Regions from separate parts of the Danio rerio genome. Here region 1 is linked to region 2. The links are chromatin contacts, called in public HiCAR-type maps. All regions are on one chromosome and are shown on one strand. Each heading gives the region's core, a stretch centred on a gene start, on an enhancer-like site or on the middle of the called end of the contact. The rest is flanking DNA. Distances are from core to core; before and after follow the strand shown. Region 1 overlaps zbtb46 (zinc finger and BTB domain containing 46). Region 2 has its middle 5.8 kb from the start of mir1388.

Region 1 (6,417 bases), core at 2,172-4,671, 180 kb before region 2:
AACCCACAAGCAGCAAAATGAGTAAGAAATAATCATCTCTGGAAAGTTTCTTTGCTAAGGGGAAGATGCACAACCCATTTGTCAACAAGTCAGGTGAATCCAACATGTGAAAGATCAACTGCTGGAGATCGTAAAGATTGGCGGCCTTTTAGGGGCCATTTGCATACGTATCTTTTCTAGAGTTTCTAGAGAAATTCATATTTCCAATAGAGGTGTGACAAGTATTGACCGGTCCGCGGTGATAAATCAAATCCCACTATTACCAAATTTAACTACATCATGTCAACTTAAAATGCGGTGTATCTGAAACTTGTTTAAACGTTATTTTTACAGAAATGTAAGCTATACATCATATTTGGCATTTAAATTATGTTTTAATCTTGGATTCAGGCTTTGTACTTCATTTGTGTTCATTATAGGCTAATTGAACCATCTATTTTTGAATAGTTTGGGTTTACATTGATTTGTGTTTAACCTCTTCAAAATCTAAACACTGTGCCTTTTGAAAGGGATGAAATGCCATATCATTCTGTTAGTTTTCATTCCCATTCATAGAAATACACACTAGTGTGTGATATGTTTCTGTTGTTAATGCTGTTATTTTATATTAATATAACATTCTAGCGTGAACTGTGACACAAAGAGATTGATGCGGCGATTTGTCAGTGTTACTTTATCACTCGTACTTGGCGCCAGAGAGTTAAAGACTTGAACCTGAGCACACAGCCAAAGGGTTTGTCAGAAGTGGGATTTGAACCCACGCCTCCAGGGGAGACTGCGACCTGATTGCATCGCCTTAGACCGCTCAGCCTTCCTGACATGCTGGTTCGAGCCTTGCCTGGGTCAGTTGCCGTTTCTGTGTGGAGTTTGCATGTTCTCCCTGTGTTCGCATAGGTTTCCTCCATGTGCTCCGGTTTCCCCCACAGTCCAAAGACATGCGGTACAGGTGAATTGGGTAGGCTAAATTGTCCGTAGTGTATGTGTTTGTGAATGAGTGTGTATGTGTTTTCCAGTGATGGGTTGCAGCTGGAAGAGCATCTGCTGCATAAAACATATGCTGGATAAGTTGCCGGTTCATTGCGCTGTGGCAACCCCAGATTATTAAAGGGACTAAGCCAAAAAGAAAATGAATTATAAAAAATAACATTCTTTGCTCATTTAACGTTTAACGACTAGTCAAAAATAGAATGAAACATTTTTAATAAAATAAAGCAAACATCCCAAACTGTCATCTGTGGCATTGTGTTTTACATTTAAGTACATGCTCTCACATTGGGGCTGGGCGATTTGGCCTAAAATCTAAATCTCGATTAATTGAACATTTTAACCTGATTATTATTAATGAATGATTATTTTATTTATTTATTCAATCTTTTTGCCCATTATAGTTCACTAACAAGTTATTATATACTGATAAAGGCATCTCTGGCATAGCTTCCAATCATCGTGAATGTAGAGCAAAGTAAGGCTCAAGAATATGTCCATCATCCTATTTCACCACAGATCAGATGGGGCTGCAAAGTGGCCACAGAAGTAATGAAGTGGGGTCACGCAACACGTAGGAAAAGTAATTACAAAAAAATTGTCCTGGAAAATTGTGATTAATTATAGGTTCTAAATGTCGATTTTGACTACTTTCGATTAATTGGCCAGCTCTATCTCACGTTTTTTAATTTTACATTTTGGAACTGGTCAAATTTTTGTGCTGCATTTAGACCTTTCTAGTTTCATCTGGAATGTGTCTCAGGCCCCCTTCAATAAGTGTTTTGAGTGATCAGATATATTCAACTCCATTTCAGATCTGATCAGAAAAAAAAAAACACACACACAAAGCTGACCAGGTGTTAACAGCCATATAGTTTTCTATTTGAAACTGAGCTTTGATAAATTCAGATGTGCTTAATTCTTGTTAGAGCTAAACACTGCAGGACAGTAACCCGTCAAAAACAGGTTTCTAAAATATTTATTAGAAAACATATGAAAACACACACAATTGATTTTGTCTGTGTTGGAAAGGGTCCAGAAAACACCCCTTTTTCTTTTCCACTGGCTATGTTGCTTGTAGGATAGTGTGAGAACACACAAGGACTGATCACAACTTTAAAGGGCTTATGTCTTTTCCTTTCACATCTCATTTATCTGTATAATTTAGGGTCAGCACGGGTGAGAGCAGAGAAGAGCTAATTACTGACATAATTCCCGCACTCACATACTCACTCGTATACAGCACACACGCACACACACACACACACACACACAAGAAGATGTAGCAGGATGAAAGATTTAGGACATTCCCTAATCTATCCTCATCCCTCATCATCTCCTTCTAGTTGAGCACAGGACACAAGAGATAGATTTTCCTGCAGAGGGCAGCATTGTGCTCAGATTTAACAGCTGAATTCACTACTTAACACTTCGACCAGTTACAGATACCCCCGTGCTTAAACCAATATTGCAGAATAAGCACATGACTAGTTCAGTAGTAAAAAAAAGAGGGGTGCAAAGCCACCCAAAAAGGAAAAAGCATTGGCATAAAATGCACTGAGATCACTGTGTTCTCCAGTCTTACGTTAGATCTTGGATAATCCTGGGTGGTGCAAAGATCAGACAGCTCTTTATGCGTAAAGAGAAATAATGCCTAATTTTGCATAGAAATTTTGCATAGAAATCGGCAGCCATATTCGGTAGTCATTTAAAGCAAAAACGAAAGACGATTTGGATTTTATTTCCAGAATAAACAAATCTGACATACAGTAAAAATGAAGGTAGAAATGTCAACAGTGCTGTGGCCAAAAGACCTTGATTGGGACGACTTGGTGTGTTACACATTCCCTTATCAATCCAATAAAAAGTGTTGCTGGTTTGGTGAATCAATCGTCTACATGGATATGGCCGTGATGGTCTTCCTTTAAACCATGCAAGTTCCATAACTGCTCAGTGGGCGAGATTCCCGATTGACAGCAGACCTTGCCGTGGGTGGCCAGGTTTTTCTGTGTGCTGAAGGTTCGGGAGCAGGCGGGACACGTGTACACTCGCTCGCTGGAATGCACGGACGACAGGTGGCGGTTCAGGTCCGTGCGGTCACGAAAGTGCTTGAGGCAGTACACACATTGCATCAGCTTCCGTTTGAGGTGGATGGTCTTCTCGTGGCGGTCTGCGTTGGACTTGAGAGTGAAGCTGGCCGGACACTGCGAGCAGTGGTAGCGTGCCGGCTGAGGGTTGAGCGGAGACGCGGAGGCCACTAGTGGGCGATGGTGGTCGAGGCAGTCCAGTGAGAGAGCCATAAGTGAAAGCGTGTGGCTGTATTCGTGCTGTCTCAGTTGAAGCAGGCTGCTAAACAGTTGCTTACACAGAGAGCAGGCGAGCTCCTGCCGCCAGCCCGGCCCTCCGCCCTGCACCTCCGCCACACACACTCCATGCTTCTCCTCCACCATCTGATCTTCCTCTACAGGAACCTGGATGCGCTCCAGCTCTGAGAGGGAGGGAGGGAGAGAGAGGTGAGAACTAACGCCAGGATATCAGCTTATGAATGTGAAAAATAACAGGCAGTCATGTGGCGGGCCATCGGCATCACAGACGCCACGCATACCTGCATTGTTATTTGGACTATTGTCTTCCTCTTGCATTTCCTCCTGTAAGAAGACACACACACACATGCAAATCAACACTTGTGTACTTCGGATCACAAGTCTGTATAGAGGTACTCCTCAGGCATGCAAGTTCAAGAGGTAAAACACAGACACAATGGAAAAGGAAGAGATCTTGAAGAAAGAAAGAAAAGCAGAGAAACAGTTGGCTGCAGAACAGTCAAGGCAACAAAACATGAGATGCAAAAGATAGCATACAAACAATGTTAAGTAGAAATATTGTAATGTTATATGCATAAAGCAATATTTGGTACACAGCCAGTAATGTGGTTCAAATTGTGGTTTCTAACAACAGATGCAACAGGTTACGCTCTTGGGACACAAAAGGATATTCGGCATTTGTCTATGTGAATAGGTGTGTGTTTGTTTGGGAGGTGGAGGGTTACAGAGCTGACTGTTTTTTTTTTAACTTGTGCTCTAGGTGGCATGCAGCTTGTACGTGTATAGGTGTGGCCCATCCCCCTTGTTCTCGATCCGCCCTCCCTTGCGTAAGAGTGACACATTATGGTTTAAGCAAACAGATGGCTTGTCCACAGAGATGGTACAACTTCTTGGGGGGGAGGTCCTGCGAAACCAAATGCCACCTCAGCACACACAGGGAGAATGCAATTTCCTGCTCTCACCCAAGAAAACAAAACCCACCCTGCCCCTCTGCATTTTCCATCACTATTGATTTCTATAGCCACCTGGATCCCCCTTTTATCAGAAGAGGGCAGATATTATCAATATATTAATCAAACTGACAGTTGTACTGGTATTAAGACAATAGGCACCCTCAACTCCTTTTTTTTTTGTAGTTTTGGGATAGAATCAGCAGAGGTCAATGGAATTAGTTTAAATATGGTTAGTAAACATAACCACTATAGAGTTTAGGACGAACGTGATCGCAAAAAGTACAAATAGTTCATTAGTATGGGTTTTATTGGCTGATTGGTGTCCCCCAATCTTAAATGTCTAATCACATTTTTGCTAAATAGTTATGTATTATTAAGCCCAAAGTATTGGAAAATCTACACTAATCTCCAGTGCTTAATTTGTGAGGTGTCACTGAAGAAAGTTAAGAGTGGGTAGAGGGTGTGTGTATGTGTGAGGAAGGGGATCGGTAAAATTAGGTACTGAACCAGATTTCAGAGGTGCCGGATCCAGCTTGTTCCGGCACAAATTAAGGCCTGCTGATCTCACAGGAGAACATAATTTCAAATGAATACATACAGTCTCATCTGTAGGTTTTTTTTTTTTTAGTTAAGCATGAAACCCACACCAATAATTGGCTGTCACTGTGGCATAAGCTGGAAAAACAGGTCATATAACTTTATACAAATGACTAATTACCCACCAAAATGTTAAATATTTACTAATTGCCATAAGAATTCATTCATTCATTCACATTCTTCAGCTTATTTATTAGAGCTCGCCACAGCAGAATAAACCGTCAACTACTCCGGCATACGTTTTACACAGTGGATGCCCTTCCAGCCACACTCCAGTACTAGAAAACACCCCCAGACTTTCACATTCACACACACATTCATGCACTATGGCAATTTTAATTCATTATGAACCTGTGCACTGGTCTTTATTTTGCTCACAGAAAGATAAAAAGAAAAAGACAGAAACATGAATTAAAAATGCGAAGAACTTGCAGGAGCAGAGCAGCAAAAAAAAAAAAAAAAAAAACAGTGAATCTACAGAAACAAGACATTCTTAAAAAAGATATATCAAGAGACACAGAACTGAAAGATAAGTGGCCTATTGGGTGTTTGTTGGACTTACCTCAGTGGGTGAGGCCTTCGGGGCCTGTTCCGCATAGAGCTTGTCTGGGGGGCCGCCAGACTGTGGCATATAGTGGGCCCCTGGGGGCTGTAGCATGGATGGTGGAGGCGGCAGTAGAAGAGGAAGAGGAGGAAGAGTAGATGGAGGAGAAGATGAAGACGCCCCGTGTTTGCTACCAAACAGGCCCCCTGGATGGTGGGAGCTGCTGCTGCCATTGGAGCAACGAGGCCCTGAGGAGCACAGGAAATGAGTCTCACCCACCTACTCTCAGACCAGCGGCCATCTTCCACACAGCAGCAGAGAGAGAGGAGGAGGAAGAGGAGGAGGGGAAGAAGGGGGCAAGGGGCACACATAGCCTTCATTTAGAACCAGAGAGAGGGAAGAAGGAAGAGATGAAGAGACCGGAGTGGGGTTAGGGCTTGGCCTCTCTCGCTCTGTTTTTTGGTCCTCTCAATCCACCCACGAGCCCACGCTAGGGATGGCCATGTGTGTGTGTGTGTGTAAGTGAGAGATAAAGACATTGAAAAGAAGAGGCTTTTAAATGATGGGTGGAAGTTCTCTTCATTTTAAAACCATGTCAGGCTACTTGCCAGAATCTGTGCAAAAGTTCAAACATAATATACATGTAGCCATGCGATTCAGCAGACACCAAGAGTAGGAGAGGTAAAAGTTCAGAGAAAGGTAAAATATTTATACAAATTAAGGACTAAGGTGACATTTTAGCTGACATTTTGGTGAAAGGATAGATGAATAGATATGTGATTTGTCTTTAACTCTTTCTCCACCAGTGACTGGGAATCTTACGGTACATAATTTTTGCCACAACACTTCCCTGCCATTTACAGGCTTTTTCATGCAATCCATGTAAAACCTCCAGAAACAAAAATTCTATTTGACACCAATTTGTTAGGTAGAAGTCTGCTCATAGATTGTTTCAGTCTCAGCAAATTGCACAAAGTGGCCAGAAAGGAGGCACTCGCCAGCACTATCCTGAAAG
Region 2 (6,205 bases), core at 2,057-4,556:
CCTCTCTCCACCGCATCACTCCCAGCTCTTCAGGTATGTTATATGGGACACCCATAACAATAACAATGTCATATGGGACACCCTTCCAACTCGTACACTTTGCAAGCATGTGCAATTTAAGACCAAAAGTCCACACAAATTATGCCATTGGGACAGGACCCAAGTTGACTATGTGCCACAGTGTGCTTGCACTCTGGTCGGTGTGGCACAAGCCATTGAAATGAATGGGTTTCATAGCACATCACTTTCCACATCTAGTGCAAAAAGTGAAACCAGAGTGCTAAACACTGCTGGCCATTGGACATAGCATAGCCTTTTTTCAGCTTATGATTTTGTATACATTTTTCTGAAAGTGTTTAGGACAAAACAAACAATCTGAAACTATTTGAAGTCATTTTGAATGTATGTTAACATAAAAGTGAAGAAGAAAGTGTTTTAGAATGTTTTGGATGCATGAAAAAATTGTACATAAATAAAAAAGAATCTTTATGAGAACGGGGCCCTTTAAAACAAAGTAGCCTACAAGTTTCAGGAACAGATCTATTACATAAAACACCCCAAAAGCACACTGATGACTCAAACTTTCAGCAACACACACAGATTCACATACAGGTTCTTCCCGCTGAGGCAGTGTGATAACCTCAAGAGGATCTACACATGGCTCTTTGTCTCCCCATAGCCTGTAGATCCTCTGTAGGCTATACGGTTTATATTAATGACTCACAATACCGCACCTGACACTTATATTCATTAATATTTCAATGGTTAGATAATTGGCATACTATATGCCCCTTGCCCTGTCTTGGGTAGCCTTATGTTTTATTTAAATGTTGTGTGCTTTACTATACAGTCAATTCAGTATATCAAGTGGTTTACCTGTGCATGAAGTGAGTTGGTTCATGAGGGCAGACTTGTTGAAATCATGCAACCAGTCAAATAAAAAGTAAGGTATAATGTACATAGCCTAATGCCAAGCAGAGGGCTGTTATTTATTGCTGCAGTCACACCAGAGTTTGCATGTGTAAAATTCTGTAGTATGATCCTTCGAAAAGGGGTAGGATTAAAAAAGATAATTAGACATTAAAAAGTGTGTGATTGGTCCATGTTTTAAATTTCAACCAAATTATTGTTACAGAGTCCACCAAGCTTAAACTTTCCAATGCAGCGAACTGCGAGACCTGCCGCACGACCTTGCGTTTCCGGTCTGACGCATGATGCGTATGAATGGAAGTCTATGAGAAAAAAAGTCCAGTGTGACCGCAGCTTAAGACTAGAGGGCTTAATTCTGTATAATAACCACCTATATGTACATTATTTAGCTTACCTGCCACAAAACTAAACATTTGGACACCAAACATTATCTGAACTGTAATAATATAATGAACTCTTTAATTAAATGACATCTGATGGAAACAAAAACTCTAAATACAACCTAGCCGCTTTATTATTATTTCACAAGATGGCATTTTCCCAGTTACGATCTGATAGTGACTTCGCCCACTTACTTAGGAATAAAGAATCAAAGCGTAGTTAGAAAAAATGTAAGTCAGTGGGCTAGATCAGTGGGCTTTTATGTTTTCATTTCTCTCTCTCCTTTTTTTTTTTTTTTTGTAATTTAATAATTTGGTTTGGTTGATAACACTATCCAGGTGACAACACAGGTGATACCACTAAAACTGTCATGCTAAATTGTAGTAAAACTTGATGGGGTCAGCTTGGCGTCACTATACTTTAATGCATTTTTAAGCAGACTCCTAGTATAAACCTTTGGCATTTTAAATAAAATCAAACAAATTCCCTTAATACCTAAATGCCCCAATTATTTAATAAATAATAAATGACAAGTGAGATTTAAATGATATTTGTAATCTTACAAAAGACTACATCCTTTGTAATCTTAACCTTTTTTATATAAAGCAGGCTTTCTCAAACTTAGCTCATAAAACATCCGCACAGATAAAGGCTGCTCTTTTTCACATATTCACATTTCGCAGATTACTAATATTAATTTTGTGCAATTCTTAGTATGATCTATTCGGGATTACACACAATCATTTAAATTTTTAGAGGTTGGTACAATGTTTTATGAATTACTTCTGATGAACACAAAACAATATATTCTGAAGAATAATACAAACATTCTTCACAATGTCCTATTTTGTGCTTCATGGAAGAATAGTCAGCATTATTATTATTATTATTATTATTATTATTATTTATTTTTATTGATTATTAGTTATTTTTATGCCACTTTATGTAATATTTTTTATGCCACTTTATGTAATAAAAAATTACAGTAGCCATATTATGGTTTATGTAAAAGTTTACATTTTATTTTGGATGTCTCCAAGAAGGCTTACAAACATGCAAAGTCTAAAAGCACTTGCTCAGTCTCAAAATGTTTATTATTTGTTTTTTTTTTTGCCTTATTTTCTTAATAACTTCCAAACTAGTCACCTAATAAAACGACAGCCATTGACATCTATAGTAGGGAAAAAAAATGTAAGTCAGTTTTTTCCCCAACTTTCTTCAAAATTTTTTCTTTTGTGTTCAACAGGAAAAATTAACTACTTTAGAACCAGTAAAGAATGGATAAATTATGGCAAAATTTTTATTTTTAAGTGAACTATCCCTTTAAATTTAGACAAACAATAACATATTACAAACATACAAACATATTTGCACAAACAATATTGATGACAGAATTGCTCAACTAAGTATAATTATCAACTGATTTGCGTCTTTTTCTCTTCTTATTAAAAAAAAAATTAACAACGCTGGTAAAATTGTGCAATGGTCCCTCCAGTGGTGAATATTATTCATGTGTCTGTTTTATTAATTTCCCCAGCAGTAACACAGAGACAGCAGCGCAGATGAGACACGTCTGCAAGTGCAAACCACCCTGTGAATAACCGATTAAAACACCTCCCGAAGACCTGAGCAAACACACATGAAGATTCCACATCACTGGTAATGATATTTCCACACACTGTTTCCCCAATTCAGACCATTACTTTCCTCATTATTTTCATTTCTAGACCACTTTATTTTGTCAGACGTGTCAGCAATCCATCCCATAATCCACATTTCTTCGTACGCAGCTCACTGCCACCTGTAGAAACAGCTGGCATCTCTGATTCCTAGAACGACACAGTAACGACTTCTAGGCTTATGGTTAATGTGCATAAAAGTATACGATTAAGCGTCTGAAAGCTGCTTTAATAAAGCTTGTTTGCAGCACATGCGTCAGCTGGAAGGCTGTTTCTGCTCTCTGCTCTTTTGTTGAAGCTTTAAATCCTTTGACTCAGTGACCCGGTCGGAGTGGGTCCCTCTTACTCTTTATCAGATTGCCACACCGATCGTGATTAACACTGTGTGGCCTTAAGGATTTGAGCACAAACGTTGCGGATAAGGGGTTTTTGAGTGGCATTACACACAGAGCCTGAAGTTAACACTTATCTAGTGCCAAATAACAGTGAAAATCAGCGATGGAGAGTACAGTTTATGAAATAAACTGTGTTAGCACTGCACAATACTAGACAAATATTCAATATTGTTGGTTAGTATTGACTATTTCTTACTATATAAACTATCCCTTGAAAAATTCCATTTTTATTAGCTGTGATTTTACATAATGTATTTATGTAGCCTAATATTAACATAAATTGGTAAAAAAAATAATATTTTTCAGATCTAAATAATTCTAATTCTGACAAAAAACAAACAAACAAGAATTGTCATAGATATATGCAAAATCGCCCTCCTATACCTTCAAATAGGGCACTTCGTCACCTTAGAATTATGGGGTTCTATCTGAGAGTTATTGACATATTCTTATTAAATGACAACTTATTTGCATTATGGGATGTTTTTTTTAATTGTTTACATTTTAAAACTTTTTATTTAAAAAACAAATGTTACAAATAGTGTTTGCTATATAGAATGCAATAGAAATATAGAAGCTCAATATCTCAAAATCATTCAGAATGCAGATAGTACTTTTTATAATCCAAGGTGACGACTAATTGAAGGAGCTGTCAATTCTAGTGGACATTATGAAGTGCACTCAGTCAATTCCATAATCCACAGCAATGAGGAGTCTACAACCCATGTATGACATATTAAAACATGAACTTATGTTTAAAATATGTTATTTATATGTCTTGTCTTATACAAGACTACAATATGTGAAAGCACTGGTTTGTGTAAAGTAAAATAATCTGGCGTTTTATGTTGCATCCCAACCTGTTAATAAGGTCAAAATTTATTTTGTTGGTCCATTTGTTGAATTTAAGTTACATTGCATCTACATGTCAACTAACTCTCATTAAATTTTAAATAGACTATTAGGTTGGGGTTAGGGTTGGGGTTAGTGTAAGTTGACATGTACTTGCAAAGTTTCTTATAGTTAGTTAAATGTCTGTTGAAGGAGCAGTATCAACAGATATTAAGTAAGAAAGTGTTACTGTTAATAATGTTTACATGTTAATAATTTTATTTATGGGGATGTTAACAAGATGTTATCTTTCCATCACATTCAAATAATTTAAAAACTATACTTAGTTTATTTACTTATTTTATTTATATACAAGCAAGGGAAATGTAGCTTAAATTAACCTTTATCTTTAAGATGCAGTGCGGTTATATGCGAATACAAAATTTTGTTTGAGAATAATGAAATTTGAATGTGACAGAAATGAGAATGTTAATTAGTACAAACATTTTATTAGGTTTAATATTTTATTTTTAAAATATAGTAGTACGCTCACTACACATATTTTTGAATATATTTTTATAAAACATTTTTTTTTGTAATTTTTAAAAAACATTTCTGGTGGGACAGTGGGTAGCGCTGTAACAGCAAAAAGGTTGCTGGTTCAAGCCTCAGCTGGGTCAGTTAGCATTTCTGTGTGGAGTTTGCATGTTCTCCCCATGTTGGTGTGGTTTCCTCCAGGTGCTTTAGTTTCCCCCACAAGTTCAAAGACACGTGGAACAGGTGAATTGGGTATGCTAAAATTGACCGTAGCCCAGGATTAATAAAGGGACTAAGCCGAAAACAAAATGAATGAATGAATGAATGATATTAATAATAATAATGATAATAATAATTATTATTATTATTATTATTTTAATTATTATTAGTAGTAGTAGTATTATATTTAAAATATTTCAGTGTTGAATGAGAGTGGCTATTTTGGGTACAGTAGTAGTCTATAAACACTACAACCTTAGCACGCATTCTAACTCATTGTTTTCATTTTTATTAGCATATAATTAAAATAATTTAATAATAATAACAATAATAATAATAATTAATAAGAATAATAATGATGATAATAATAATAATAACAATAACAAAAATAGCATGAATAATAATAATTAATTATTTCATAATTATAAAAATGCATGTAGGGATGCAATGATATAGCGTTAGATAGACTTTACGTATAAATCATGTGCTTCCACATATAGACATCTAAAAATTAAATATTTTATCATGATCATTACACATATGATTTTTAAAAGTTTCTTCAGGGAAATTGTTATCGCAAGAACTATTCAACAGCAATATTGCATATCACATATTTTCTCAGTAACGTGCAACCTTACCATGTACACTCAACCAATAGAAAATCCCCATAATGCACTGTGAGAGTTTGCAGACCAAACGAATTTCCGCGTCTGACCACAACATGACATCTAAAGAGCATTCAGTGCGTTTCAAAATAAAATAAATGAATTAAAATGACATTTGTATACATGAAATAAATCAAAAGTCTTTTTATCTATTACTAATAGATAACAGAGCTAAATGTTAAATCACAGGGTCTGACCAGGAAGTGTAAAATCGAATCCCTTTAAGGGATTTATCAACCCACAAAGCACAAACATTCTTTCCGGTGTACTGAAATTACTCACTCATTTCATTTACTCCTTTAAAGGGATTAATGTAGGGAATAGTGAATGAGCGTGGCTATTTTAAATACAGCAATAGTCTTTAAAACACACTGAAGAAGTGAAAACCTCAGCAGATCCTAGCAAACAAAACTGACCTTCAGCTGTCAATCAATTCGTTGGGAGGGGGGACCGCACTCCTATGTCAAGTTCCGGTCGGTCGAAAAAACGCTCTAATTGGTCCACCGTTTTTGTTGTTAATTTGAAAAAAAAGGACTGGATGTGTTTATATCACCACAATATGAAGGTA

Evidence for each region. HiCAR-type assays count read pairs that join an accessible place to other places.
Region 1: a contact with region 2 is called in a HiCAR-type map of caudal fin, with 7 times the contacts expected there. The contact joins two enhancer-like sites. A contact is called at or near these places in 4 of 18 Hi-C or Micro-C datasets (caudal fin, embryo and hematopoietic stem cells) and 1 of 4 datasets of contacts at active chromatin or transcription factors (caudal fin).

Annotation. Positions count from the first base shown.
Region 1 is chr23:15,326,490-15,332,906 of GRCz12tu, reverse strand. The region is part of intron 3 of zbtb46 (zinc finger and BTB domain containing 46); the gene reads right to left. Among named protein-coding and RNA genes, the nearest start is that of lmod3, 25 kb to the left of the region's middle. Within about 2 kb of position 3,421, at least 24 of the 62 cell types and tissues checked have an H3K27ac peak or open chromatin away from gene starts, as enhancers often do.
Region 2 is chr23:15,145,267-15,151,471 of GRCz12tu, reverse strand. No RefSeq gene overlaps it. Among named protein-coding and RNA genes, the nearest start is that of mir1388, 5.8 kb to the right of the region's middle. Within about 2 kb of position 3,306, at least 3 of the 62 cell types and tissues checked have an H3K27ac peak or open chromatin away from gene starts, as enhancers often do.